Linked DNA regions of Mus musculus: region 2 is linked to region 1. The links are chromatin contacts, called in public Hi-C maps. All regions are on one chromosome and are shown on one strand. The core of a region is the stretch at or near the end of the contact, and the rest is flanking DNA. Distances in the headings are between cores, read along the strand shown.

Evidence for each region. Hi-C and Micro-C count contacts between places; a contact is called where the count stands out from the background.
Region 2: a Hi-C map of bone marrow-derived macrophages shows a contact between it and region 1, with 41 read pairs. The contact joins two enhancer-like sites. A contact is called at or near these places in 6 of 39 promoter capture datasets (the C10 cell line, the HPC-7 cell line, cranial neural crest and 3 more), 1 of 15 datasets of contacts at CTCF or cohesin (CD8 T cells), 19 of 484 Hi-C or Micro-C datasets (B cells, LSK cells, Th1 cells and 13 more), 24 of 115 datasets of contacts at active chromatin or transcription factors (the 230-238 cell line, the HPC-7 cell line, the SCID.adh cell line and 15 more) and 3 of 9 other capture datasets (adipose tissue, liver and pancreatic islet).

The regions. Positions count from the first base shown.
Region 1 is chr7:25,103,595-25,110,660 of GRCm38.p6, forward strand. The region is part of intron 5 of Pou2f2 (POU domain, class 2, transcription factor 2); the gene reads right to left. Among named protein-coding and RNA genes, the nearest start is that of Mir6537, 10 kb to the left of the region's middle. Within about 2 kb of position 3,682, at least 43 of the 459 cell types and tissues checked have an H3K27ac peak or open chromatin away from gene starts, as enhancers often do. A contact at or near this core is called in B cells, CD8 T cells, acute myeloid leukemia and 1 more, where this site is marked.
Region 2 is chr7:25,203,162-25,210,296 of GRCm38.p6, forward strand. It overlaps Dedd2 (death effector domain-containing DNA binding protein 2), which reads right to left. Exons shown (of 5, transcript NM_207677.3): 5 at 1-770. The coding sequence ends at 379. Among named protein-coding and RNA genes, the nearest start is that of Mir7048, 11 kb to the right of the region's middle. Within about 2 kb of position 2,375, at least 92 of the 459 cell types and tissues checked have an H3K27ac peak or open chromatin away from gene starts, as enhancers often do. A contact at or near this core is called in B cells, CD8 T cells, acute myeloid leukemia and 1 more, where this site is marked.

The DNA.
Region 1 (7,066 bases), core at 2,432-4,931:
GCCCCTGTCCCTCCAGCTGTGGATCAGCTGAGAAGCAGCGAAACTTAAATGTCCATGATAGTGGCGCCATCTAAGGTTCAGAACTCAATTCTATAGTTCATATTCCCTACACACACACACTCTCTCTCTCTGCCTCTCTCATTTTCTCTACCATTCTCTGTCTCTTTCCCTTCCTCTCCTCCCTCCCTCTCCGTCCTCCTTCCCTTCCTATCTCCTTCCCTCCCTACCCCTCCCCTCCCCTCCCAGTAGCTCTGCCTGGCTTGATACTCATTGCCTTAGGCAGGATAGCCTTTCGAGCCCATTGGTCTTCCTTGCCTCCTCCTCCCAAGTGCTAGCATCCCAGGTAAGTACCACCCGGCTGATGTCTTTCTTCCAAAGGCTCTCCAAGTGGTGCACCCTTCAGGGCCCACAAAGGGTCACCCGTCCTGTCTCTACCGCCCTCCTTACAGGGCGGTGCACTTGCTAATGCCTATCCTTCCTCTGCTAGGCTGAGCCTCTAGCAGGCAGAGGCATGTCTTAGTAAAACAAAATAAACAACTGTAGCCATACCCCAGTCTGGCTACACAGACTGGGACTTGGGAGCCAACTTTGATCCCTGCCTTCCTCTCCCCTTCCCGTGCAGCCCATCCACCCCCCCCCCCCCATTGCTTTTTCTTCCCCTTTCCACTGTCACCATCCTGGTCCAAGTCACAGCACATCTACTCCCAGGCACCCAGAGAGGGTCTGATAGCAACAGACTTCTGAGGTTCTTTTTCTCCTGAGTCAGTGTCTCATGTAGCTGACTACATGAATCTCGAGCTGGCTCGAGATTCCCCGTGTAGCTGAGGCTGACCATGACCTGCCATCCTCCTGCTGCAGATGTCTGGGTGTGGGTTGGGTGTGTGCACATGCATATGTATGTGTGTGGCTGTAAGTGTGTACACATGGAGGCCTGAAGAAGGAGTCAGACTCCTCATAGGCAGAGTCACGGGTGCTTGTGGGTTGTCACCTGAGTGCTGGGATGTGACCTCGCGCCTCGGCAGGGAGCATCTTTATGTGCTGAGCCACCCCATGGCCCAACTGTTATTAGTATATATTAATTATATATGACACTGGGCTTCTGATATTTCCATACTGCACCTATGTATTTCAGCCATATTTGCCTTGTTACCCTCTCCTGCCCGCCCCCAACTCCCACAGATCCAGTCCACTCATTTTCATGTCCTTTTGGATGCATGTGACTTGATGCAAACTTTAAATTTTTTTTTTTTTTAGTTTCCACAAAAGGTTTTGGTAAGATGCAAAAAAGCATCATGATGAAAAAAATGTTTTTGCTTGTTTGCTCTCTCTCTCTCTTCCTCTCTCTTTCTTTCAAGATTTATTTATTTAAGACAAGTACACTGTCATTGTCTTCAGACACACCAGAAAGGGGTATCGGATTCTATAATAGATGGTTATGAGCCACTATGTGGGTGCTGGGAATTGAACTCAGGACCTCTGGAAGAGCAGCCAGTGCTCTTAACTGCTGAGCCATCTTTAAAGACAAGGTTTCTCTGTGCAGTCCCGACCATCCTAGAACTCACTCTGCAAACCAGGCTAACCTCAAACTCAGAAATCCCTGTCTCTGCCTCCCAAGTGCTAGGATTAAAGAAGTGTGCCACCATTGCCTGGCAATACGCGCTCGCCCAAAGATTTATTATTATACATAAGTACACTGTAGCTGTCTTCAGACACTCCAGAAGAGGGCGTCAGATCTCATTACGGATGGTTGTGAGCCACCATGTGGTTGCTGGGATTTGAACTTCGGACCTTCGGAAGAGCAGTCAGTGCTCTTAACCACTGAGCCATCTCACCAGTCCTACTGTGAACTTTAAACCATCTGGCCTGCACTGTCTTTTGTCCCCATGTGGGATAGCATCCAAGCACTTGGCTGCAGCCTGGCTCGGCCGGGCCTTTCCTCTCCTTGAGACTTTCCTGCCCTCTGATCCCTGTCCGGCCACACAGCCCCTCCTTGTCACTCAAGCCAGAAATGAACCTCCAGTGCTTGTCACTCAGCCCAGGCCTTTGCTATTTATGCTAAGACCCACCCCCTTCCACTTCATTCACGTTTCCATCAGTGCTCTTCCTCAGGCGGCCACCTGCTCCCCTATCTCCCTTCCCTGTCACGAAGCCATTCTTCACATCACATTCTCCTCTGCTCTTCTGGAACTGCTTCCTGTCTTTCTCTCAGCTACGACAGACACACAAAACCGTCTACTTTATCCTCGCCAAGAAAGGTGCCCGCACATATCCAACCCTACCCTAATTTGCTGAGTGAAGGAATAAAAATCGTTAGAGATTTTAGCGTGGAGGGAGTAGACCCGGCACAGGGCTTGGCCAGTAGGAGGCCCCATCGGTCTACAATCCAGAGGCCGCTTGGCTCTCTTTAGCCACTTGGGGGCGCGCTACTCAAGCCTCAAATGGTGAAGTTGAGTGAGCTGACAGCTGCTGGAAGAGACCCTGGACAGCCTATTTTATAAATCAATTTTTTTGTCTCTAACCAGCTGGGAGGGTTAGCATACCCTACTGAAGCTGAGAAGGGAAGAGACCAGCTCTTTTCTACGATTCAGTTTATTATGTAGCCCAGGCTGGCTGGGAACACACTATATAGCCCAGGCTGGCCTCAAACTTGTTATAATCTTTCCTGCCTCTGCCTTCTCAATGCTGGGATTATAGGTGGGCATTACCATCACCACACCCAGCCTGGGAAGGAGCCAGTTCTTGCTTCCAGTGCATACACTACCCAACAGGTTACAGGGCAGTCTGACTATGCTTTGCTAAAGACAGACTGGGAAGCCGGGCATGGTGGCGCACGCCTTTAATCCCAGCACTCGGGAGGCAGAGGCAGGCAGATTTCTGAGTTCGAGGCCAGCCTGGTCTACAGAGTGAGTTCCAGGGCTACACAGAGAAACCCTGTCTTGAAAAAGGCAAAACAAAACAAAACAAACAAACAAACAAAAAAGGACTGGTGAGATGGCTCAGTGGGTAAGAGCACTGACTGCTCTTCCAAAGGTCCTGAGTTCAATTCCCAACAACCACATGGTGGCTCAAAACCATCTGTAATGAGATCTGACGCCCTCTTCTGGAGTGTCTGAAGACAGCTACAGTGTACTTACATATAATAAATAAATAAATCTTTAAAAAAAAAAGACAGACGGGGACAGAGAGACAGACACACAGCTAATGCGCTACACGGGTGAAGGCATGGCAGTGTAAGCGATCACTTTCTCATTGGGCCTCAGTCCCCACTGGGGGTGAAGGTGGGGGTGGGGTAGAAAGCTATGTGAGTGAATGGGAAGAGGTCAGAGCCCCGGAGCTGGCCAGCTGCGACAATGGCCCAGGTGCTGCGCCTCACCCCAGTGCACAGAGAGGAGGCCCTCACCCCACCATGCCTCCCGCCCCTGAAAAGCCCCACCACCATGACTGGAGGGTGTTGGCAGATGGTGACCAGGTCTGGATACACCCTTGACTCAAGAATAGGCCGGAGAGCGGTGGGGGGGGGGGGGGGAAGAGTCGAACTGTGGGAAAGGAGAGAACAGGAGCTGTCACTGCGTTCTGCGCGTGGGGGATGGGCAGCAGGGTGACACTGTCAGTGGGTACAGTTTCGGTTAGATAGGAAGGAAAAGTTCTGTTGTTCTGGCACAGCAGGGAAGTAGCTGTAGTTAATGACATATTGCATATTTCCAAACAGCTAAAAAGAGCGGGGTGTGGTATGTGGGGTATGCCTGCAGTCTCAGCACCTCAGAGGCAGAGGCAGGAAGTTGAGGCGTTCAAGGTCAGCTCGGGCTGCATAGAGACTTCCAGCCCAGAATGGGTTACAAGAGACTCTGTCTGAAAACCACCACAACAACTATTATAATTATTATTATTGTCAGTGCTAGGGATTGAACCCAGGACCTCAGGCATGCCAGGCAAGCTGCACCTCAGAACCCGCTTGCCCCCTCCCCCCAGAGACCTTAAATGTTTCTACCATACAGAGATGATAAATATTTGTGGTGACAAGTATGTTAAATAGCCTGACTTTGGAGTCACGATTATTGAATCATTCTTGCCTCTGGGTGCCAGCTTTCTTATCTGGGAAATGAGAGAAAACTGGGTAATTCTTCCCCGGGTTTCACTGGGGCCGGAGTGATGTCATTATTCAGAGAGCGCTTTAGAAATCTGAACGCATTACTTACACACAGGCGCAAGCCGCCACTGTCCCCTCACGCATCCTACCCCATCGTGAGCTGTTAACGGTGCGAACCTCATCTGCCTTTCAAATCTGTCCTCTTAACCAGGAACAAGGTCCAGTTCCCACCCAGGCTCTGTGGAGTGTTAGCCAGAGATACCGGCCTGCCTGCGTGACGGCCCCAACTTGAGTAATTAAGAGACTCCTCAGGCTAGCTATGGAGGTACACACCTTTAATCCCAGCACTCAGGGAGGGGGCTTATGGATCTCATTGAGTTAGAGGTCAGCCAGGGCTTCATGGTGAGACCCTGGTGGTGGTGGTGGTGGTAAATTCAAGACCCAACAGGTCCAATGAAACACTTGCTTCTTTTCTAATTTGGAAAACCAACCAGGTACAGAAGCCAAAATCAGTTCTTGGCCAATGCAATCCATGTTCCTACACCACACCCTTCCTGTGCAAGCCAGCCTCCCCTCCCACCTGTGTGCCCACTTCCAATGGCTCTCGATTCTACATCCAGATCTATAGCCCCTCTTCCCATCAGCCAACACAAGGAGCCATAAGGGGTCAATCAAATCACGCCACTCCCCTGTTGAACGCCTCTCAGGAGACTTGGCACCTGGTTTAATTGCCGGCCTGCCTGCCCCGCATGTGACAAACCCTAGTTGTGGATTTCAGGCTACCCCATCCGGCCGTGTAGCCAAGGGTGGTCTTGAACCCTCTGATCCTTTTGAACACTGCCTCCTGCCTCTACCTTGTGAGTTCTGGGATTACAGGCATATGCCAGCACCAGAGGTTTATGCAGTGCTGTAGATGGAACCCAGGAACTCCTGTAAGCACCCTTACCAAGTGGCCATGCCTCCAGCTAAAACAATTGTGCTTTGGTCTTTTGAGTTAGGGTCTCACACTGTAGCCCAGATGAACTCAAACTCAGGGCAGTCCTTCTGCCTCAGCCTCCTGAGTGCTGGAGTTATAAGTATGTGCTACCAGCCCTGGCTTTAGAAAAATTTCTAAATTATAGACTAAATTCTCTCTCAATCCTCTCCCTTATGCCTGCCTCCCCACATACTTATCTTTGTACACTCGTGCATGCATGCGCATGCCTGTATACATGTGTATATATGAATGTAGGGACAGGATGGCAGTCACTCTTCACTTCATGTTTTAAGACAGGGTCTCTCATTGAACCAGAAGGCCAACAAGTCAGCTAGGCTGGTGGGCCAGCAAGCCCCAAGTGTCCTGTTGTCACAGAGCTAGGATCGCAGGTAAGAAAGAACTGTTGAGCCCACAATTTTTACAAGGATGCTAGGGATCTACCTGAGTCTTCACCATGCTTTGTCAGCATACTTTATACACCAAGCTATGTCCCCAGCCCGTGGTGGGTTCGTTGGTTGATTGAGACACTGTCTCACATAGCTAAGGCAGGGCTTGAGTCCTCATCCTCCTGTCCCCACCCCCCAAGTGCTGGGATCACAAGATGTGCCTAGCCTCCTTGTCCACCCCACTCCAGCCAATCATATCGCTTCCCTCTGAGCCTTGCTCAAGCCAGCCTGCTTTCCCTCTCTGCCTGTACCTGGCTGTTTCCCCGACACCCCCCCCCACGCCCACCCCCACCCCCTTTTCTTTCAAAACTGACTCACTCAGCCCTAGGTTCTCAAAGGCCATCTTCTCAGTGAAATCTTTCCTAACCACCCATTAGACCAACCCCTCCCTTTCCCACGAGGCCTTGTTTCGTTTTGTGAATCACCCTTCCTCTGAACCACTTGTTGGCTGGTTTGTGTTTGTTTACGGTCTGTTTCCCTGCTAGCGCACACCATACTCAAGGACTGCCGGCCATGGGTAGGCATGGCGCACCGGGGACTTCATGGAAGTGATGGTTCCAGTCAGTGTGCTAGGAAGGGTTCAGAGCACAGAGCGGAGCAGGAGGTGGGAGCCGTGGAGCTTCTGGGGGTCGAGGAAGGAGTAAAGGTTCAAGGCCAGTGTGAGCTAAAAAGGAGTTCAGGGTTAGCTTGTGCCATGTAGAGTCAGGCTTTTGTTTGTTTGTTTGTTTTCTTTTTCGAGACGGTTCAGAAATCCGCCTGCCTCTGCCTCCCAAGTGTGCCACCACTGCCCGGCTAGACGAAGCTCTGCGCCAGCTCAGCAGGCGCCTCACAGCTGCCTGGAACTTCAGCTTCAGGTCCCCTAGCCTCTACAGACACCCACCCTGACATGGCATTTGTTCACATAAATACACACAGGTACACATAGGATAAAAAAAATCCAAAAAAACTAAGTTTGGTCAAGGGAGGAAATTTTTAAAAAATAGAGGCAATGGAGGGGCGGAGCCAGTGAGGCCCCATGGAGGGGCGGAGCCAGTGAAGCGGCATTCTTGACTGGGTCACTGAACAAACCTTGGAGAAGCGTTCAGAGTCTCGCAGTGCGACCTTTTATTGAAATTCCAGGTTACTGCACATCCAGGCCAGGAATCAGCAGGCAGGACTACCGAGTCCAGAGCTCCATAGCTCTGGTCTATCTGCTGACCCTACACCACTGCCCCTTTTTAAAACAACAGGGCTCCACTCTTCTATCTGGGGACCCGCCTTGCCCCAAGCTCAGGTCTCAGGAGTGAGAGGCAGTTCTCCAAGGCTTAGGTATGGATTCAAACGAGGCCAGGGAGACGCAGGGGATATTCTGTTTGCTCCAGAAAGACATTGAGGAGATGTCCCTGGAGCTGGGCCCAATACTCCAAGCAGACCTTTTCAATGATCTGAGCCAAACACTCCTGCTGTTCTTCAGCCACCCAGACATCAGCCTTGGCCACTGTGATGCCCAGCCACACTTATCCAGTTATCTCTCCCTACTGCCTTCTGAGCCCGCCAGCTTTCCTACGTCAACACTGC
Region 2 (7,135 bases), core at 1,125-3,624, 98 kb after region 1:
TGGCTGAAACCCACATGGGGACAGTAAATCTGAGATCCTGAGAGAGTAGCCCTTAGGCTAAAGTGTGTGGGGCAGACAGCATCAGCCCAGAGTGAGAGACACGATGTGCAGGGGGTTATGCCTCCCTGCTTCGGGGCTCTGTGAGCCTGGGCCCCCAAGGCTGAGGGAAACCACCTGGGAGCAGGGAACTCGGGATGGAAGCAGCTGGAAGTGGTTTATGCCTCAAAGCCCACATCATCGGAGAGGCCATCATGGAACCTGCAGCCCTGACACCGTCCTCAAGCTGCTGAATGTCAGACGTCTGGGGGCAAGAGGGTCGTCGTCTTTCTGGTGGCCCTCGAAGACTTGGAGGTGGGGTCAGTCCTGCCAGATCCAGGATCAGGAGGCCTCGGTCCCACGCCGCCCTCCTTCCTCCTCCATCAGCAACAGGCGACGCCGGCCAGCCTCATAGTCAGCCTCGTCCACACTGACCAGCAAGCGGACAGCCTCTCGGCCCACGGCCTCCCGTAAAGCCTCAGTCAGGAACACGCCCCGAAGGGCCTGCAGCAGGGCGCCACTCAGGTAGTCGCCCCAGAAGGCGTCCAGATAGGACAGCTCTGAGAACTTGATGTCACACACCACAGAGCCCAGGTCCCTTGACCGCAGCACAGCAGTGGCTTGTCCAAACACATCCAGCTGCCGGGCCAACGCCTGAGGTCTCCGGGACGCCACACCCTGCTCCAAGGCTGGCCCATGCTCGCAGTACTCTGCCCGAACCCGGAGCCGGATGTCTGCAGGAGAAGGAGGACTCATCAGCAGGAACCACGCTTCCCCTCCCCCTGCCCCACCCCCTTCCCACAGCCACACCGGGGGGAAGACTACCCCTCTCTGCTACTTCTGATTTACAGCATCCTCTCCAATCTCAACTCCCTGAATCACAAGGCAGCCTCCTCCATCCCGTTCAACACCACCTCTGAGCCTCTGTCCGCTGAGGCTATTCTCTCTCCAGTTCCTACAACCCTTTTTCTGATGCCCAGTTCCCGGTGAGGCCCACCCAGACCAGACCTACTCTAGATCCACCGCCACCCTCGCTCTCTGGCAGCTTCTCCAGCTCCCCAGACCCAGCTTGGTTTTCCCCAAGGCACATGTTGTCTTCTAACCTACTCCAGCAGCAGCATCCCGAGTTCCCCAGGTAGCAACACCCTGAAGGACTTGGTGTGTGGCTCAGGCACACACCCTGGGCATACAGAGCTCAGTATTTGTGTCTGTGAATGAACCAATGCATAAGCCAAGGGACCTGGCTTTCGGCAGCCAGCCTCATACCCACCTCTCACACAGAGAGAATCTCAGATCAAACACAGCCCATCCTCCTACAAGCTTCAGGGAGCAAGGGGCCTCAGCAAAGCCCAGGAGACCCAGCTCTGCTGAGGGTACAGTATTCTTAGATGACAGGGTTAGCCCAGGGCTGCTAAGGGCTACCAGGACACCCAGGGAGGAGAATGAAGCCCACACGGAGCCAACAGCAGAGGGAAAGAGATCCCTGAGTCCATCATGTAGCAGGAAGAACCATCAGGACCAGCAGATACCACCACTGGACCGGCAGGCACCGCCATTGTTCCCCACTCTCCCTTAAACACTTTAAGGTTAGTTCCTGTCATTTAGCCTAAACCTGCACTTGCCCAAAGGAGGTAACACCTCTGCGAAGGGGACAAAGACAGTTCTCTAAGAGTCGCTGCAAGCATGGGTTTGGGCTTATTACCTCTCTACTGGGACACGGTCGTGTCAGGTTCAGCTATGCTTAGGGACCACAGCAACCAATAGTTCTATAGCATCAACAATTGCCAAACATCACGACCTCCAAGTGTGTGAGTCAGAGCTCAAGCCACACACAGGCCTGTGAGGCAGGCCCCTATACACTCCATTTACAGATCTGAAGTGGAGTCCAAGGTCACACAGCCTGGCAGGGACTCCTGGATCCAGACAGCAGTACCCCTGGGCAAATCAGAGCCTATGTAAACACCGGTCCTCACCTAGACCAGGGCACAGTCCCTGCCTGAAGGGCTGTTAATGAGAATATAACAAAGACAAGAAGGGACAGAAAGCACAGAGCCAGTGAGGAGGCTGCAACTCAGTGTCTATTCCTGAAACCACAGTGGCCGACAGCTGTGACTGACCCTGGACATGCCCCAACCCGGAAGTCAAGGGCCACCTTCAACCCAAAAGGAAATCGAAGCCCTGGGAAGAAGGTTCTACCGCAGTGGGAGCCGTCACCTTTCACAGCCGTTCAACAGAGAGCAAAGAGTAAAAGGCAGGAAGGCAGGTCCCCAGCACCACAGATGACCTTTTACCACACTCACTTCCTCCTCCCCCCGCCCCAAAGCCTTCCTCTTTCTACCTTGAGGGGAACCGCATCCTGTCCCCTGGAGGCCCAGAGAACTCAGCCTGGAGGGGTCGGCCTCAGCTCCCACGGCTGCTTGTGGACCCAGCTACCCTCATCCTCAAGGCCAGATAAGCCCTCTGGGCCCCCATCCTTGCCTCCCAAAAGCCTCTGACCACACTTCCCAACTGAGGGTGGGGACCATGGGAGTGGGGGAGTCAGAAGCTGCCCAAGGCCACACAGGGCTGGGCAGAGGCAGAGCCAGAGGCAGCTGGTGGGGTCCCACACACCTGAAAGTGAGTCCCAGCTCTGCCACGCTCTAGCTGTGGGCCTTGGGCATGTGACCTCACCTCTCTGAGCCTGTTTCCCCATCTGAAAAACACAAACAAACAAGAGGTCCCTGCTGCACGGTAGTCACGAGGATTAAATGGAGCAACTGGTACAGTGCCGGGCTCAGGGGCTCACAGCACACGAAGGTCACAGAATCAGGAACTGTGATTTCGAAACCCACCTCTCTCCCCACGTGACCCTACCTAGGCCCTCCGCCTCTCCACTGGGTCCAGTCAATCTCCTCCTTTACCAACTCGACCACCCCTGCCCCTCCTTTCCACACTCTGCTTTCCCCTTACACCCTCACAGAATGATCCGGCCACCTCCTGTGCCTTGAACACGCCAACTCGCCCAGGAAAGCACTGCATAAGGCACCACGCCCAGCCCAGCCAGGCCCTTCCCTGATCCTCTCCCATAGTGCAGGTTACTCAACAAACATGGAAACCAGCCATCTACTGCTCAGAGTGCTCGTCCCCGGGAAGGTGGAACAGAGACGCTGGACAGTCTCTCACCAGGTGTTTACAGAGTATCAGGCATCCAAGGATGAAGAAGGGCATGCCATGGGTGGGGCAGAGACAAGCTGCCCACTGTTAGCCCTCCCCTCCCAGGCCAGGCCCACCCCTGGGGGCTTTTCCTGTCTTACCCCATCTAATCCTAAGGGTCCCGTCATTACTGCCATTACAAATGAGGAAACACTCTACCTACCAGAGCACAGTCCACCTCCGACCTGGAAATAGATCACAGGAAAGGGAGGGACAAGACGCTCCAACAATGAGCCCCACCCACCGCAGTGCCACCCTGGCCCTGAATCACCTGCTCACCACACAGCCTCTCCTCAACCCTGAGCCAGCATGAACAAGTGACACTTGCGTGGACTCTCTTCTGGCTGCCCCAGACACATGCACCTGGCCCTCTGAGCCCTTTGATCATGTCCACGGCTTTACGAGGCGATGCTGAGCCTCCCTTCTGTGGATGAGGAAACTGGGGCCCAGAGGTTGAATCATCAAGCTGGACCATTCCAGAATTCTATCCAAGGTGACCAGCTCTGTTCTGAGCCCAAGCTACTAACCGCCCAACCCTGTCGGCTGCCTCTCACACAAGCATATATAAACATGAAATTACAGGGCATTCTAAGGCCAGGCGGGAAGACGATAGGCAGGGACCTTAGAGTTCCGTTCTAGAAAATGGCACTTGAAGTGAAGTGTGAGGTAGACACTGGATTAGCCAGGAAGACCAGAGACATGGGAAGGGTGGTGTGTCTGCCAGAGAGAAAAGAGCTTAGGGCCATCACCAGCTGTGGGGAAGGTCACTGACAGCAGGGTTGGGAGGTCTGGTCTCATTTAACAGCTAAGCCCCTACTGTGGACATCTGGAGGTAACCACACCTCTCCATAACCCCGTGGTGTCCTAGCAGCACTGCCCTAAAGAGACCAAGGTGAGCACCGGGGCCCTAAGCATGAGTCATGTGGGGACAAGGACCCCTGGCTCAGGGATGACCACCACAGGGGCTGGGTGAGAGCACTAAGTAGGCAGGAGCAAGGGCAAGACACTCATGAGAAAGTGACAGGCGGAGAGAAGGGCAGGCCTGGCTCAGGCTGCCTACAACTCTGTTTTGGTAATGCTGGGGACAGCTACCCAACAGGCTCTGCCTTCCTAAAGTTGGGAAGCTGTGTCTGATTCCTACACACATGGGCCTGAGCACCGCCTTGTTCCCTTCTCATTTGGGGGCAGAAAAAGATGCAGAAGAGAGAGCGTCTTCTCAAGCAAGCACCAGGTTGATGGAGGGAGCAGGTTCCAGCTGGAGTCTCGCATTGGTGGTATAGTGGTAAGCATAGCTGCCTACCAACTGTCTCTGAGAGCCCTGGAACGAACCTCCCTTGCATTCCTGGGTGGGTGTGCTGAGGACAAAGATCTAACTCTCACAGCACTGAAGTGCCCAGCCCAAGTAGCCTCCGTGGAAATATACACCACAGTAAGGGCTAGCCTGGAGTAAATGCCCACCTGGAGTGGACAGTAGGCTCCCGCTCCAGTTGCCTGGCTCTGTGCCAGCCTGACAGGAGAGGCTGCCACCAAGCTTCAGAGAGAGGTTAGTGACTACTGCCTCCTGATTAAGGAACCACTGTGAGCCAGGAAAAGAGCCTGAAAACGTCAATGGGCAGAGTGCTGACATCTGCCTGCAATCCTAACATATAGGAAGCTGAGGCAGGAGGATTACTACAAGTTCAAGTCCAGCCTGAGATATAGTGTGCCATCCTGTCTAAAAACTTTTTTAAAAGGGACATTGCTTCTATCTGTTTAGTAAGTAATAAGACAACTGGGATAACTGCAGGACAACACGGCGCACAGAGATGACATCACGGTGCACGGAGAAGAGGTCAGTTACCATGGATAACTGAAATCAAAGGGCCTGGGGGTTATGAGGGCATTCCTTCTGCTCTTGTATATTTTTCATTACAAAGTTGTAACATGGGCATGGTAGCACAACATGCTTGAAGACAAAGCCAGTCGAGTCAGAAGTTCAAGTGCAGCCTTGGCTATGGATCAAGTTCTAGGCGGGCCACATGAGGCACTGTTCTCAGAAAAGCCCCCTCCAGTCTCCCTGCTGCACACATGAAATGATATGGAGCCAGACCACATTCCAACCCTTAGGAGGCAGAGGCAGGAGGATCACCAGAAGCTTAAGACCAATCTAGCCTACAGAGCAAATTTCACAGTAGCCAGAGCCCCACGCCAAGACCCTGTTCTTGCCTGGCCCCCTTAGCGGTCTTCTCCCATCGTCACTCCACCAAACAAACCCTCATGGCCTCTGTGCCCCTGGGGATCACTCAGGGTGATGTGCACTCAGGCTTTTTGCTCCTGTGAGCTCCGCTGAGATGCTCCCTGCCCCATCTGACACCTCCGACTTGGCTTTCCTCTCACCAGAAACAGCTCAGGGAGAACAGAGGCCTCTGCAAGCTCTCTGGAGACAGAGGGAACAAGGCAGCTTCCTGCCAGCTCTGGTACTAGGGGCTTCCTCCCCTTGCCCTTCAACACACTCACACAGCGGTGAACGCAGGCACTACGTCAATAGCTGTCTTGAGAATGAGCGGCCCAGCACTGTCCACTGGATAGCCCTGAGGTGTATGGACTCAGGGGCCTATGTCCAAACCTAGTGCCCCCAACTACCCCCTCTACCCTCAAGGACTTCATAGTTTATATTTGCCTCTCAATGGGGTCAAGCCTGTTGGGTTTGTAGGAGCAAGAGTAGCCCTGTCCTTCCTTTGTCAGCCCAGGAAGGATCACTGCCTTGTTAAAGTCATCACTACTTTTCTGAAGGGAAAATTAGGGCCCAAGCAGGGAGAACCTAAGCCAACCACACCCTGCCAGGTGACTCAGCAGTCAGACTGGCAGTTCATGGTCCTTCAAGTCCCAGCCACACCTTGACTAACAACCTCCAGGCCTCAGGGAAGACACTTGAAGCCTGGATGTTCCACAGTCTGCCCAGACCCTCAGGGCAGTGACTCCCTAACTTACCCAGTCAGCCAGATGACTGGCAATTAATTACCTGACTCCCAGCTCCGGGCAGCCACCCCCTCAAGCCAGCAGCGCCTTGTGAGGACATGGGCTGCCTATGCTGCTGTGCTCCTGGCAGTACCGAGCACAGGTATCTGCCACCTCATCTCTGAAACAGGCCAACACCCACTGCCTGAAAGGCCACATGGGCAATGGGAGGGGTGGGTGTATGCAAATTATGCTTGCTCTGCACAGGGGAAGAGGAGGCACCACCCAGGCCAAGGCCTCCGGCTTGTACATCCTATAGATTCAGAAGAACCCAGCACTTCCTTCTACCCCATCTCTGTCTCCTAACCTGTGCCAGCTGCTCAGCTGACCGTATGCCACTGAGGCCTCCGCAGCTTCCCGCTGGCATCACTTGGTGTGACACCTCCATCAGGATGTCCCTGCAGGCCCACCAGGCTTTGTGGCAGCTGAGATGACATGACACCTCGGTACTGTGAGTTCTTTACTTCCCACACTATCATGAAAACTCCTGAAGGCCAAGGACTTCCCTACCTGGTCTCACTGTGTCCTCGATGCCTGCAGTGCCCGATAAAGAGATGCTCAGAAAGAAAAAGTTAAAGGATAGAAATGGTAAGCGGGCCATTCTAGGGCTCTGCAGCCCCAGAACACAGTCGGAGGTCGCTCCTGCCATATCTCCCTGTATCTCCCTGTCCCCACTGGCAAAGCCTCTCATTCTAGCACCTGACTCCACTGGACACTCTACACTGAGGTCATGGGGGGACCACCTGCCCAGCTCCTCTGCAGCATTCCCTGCACCCCACTGGCTCTGTGTCAAGTCAGCCTGGCTACCATGCCTCTTATCCAAGTTCCCACAGCCTAGATACTCTGGAGTCTGAGACCATATCTGAGTTTCTTTGGGTCCCTGAGTCTATCTAGCTCAGAGATAGAAGGA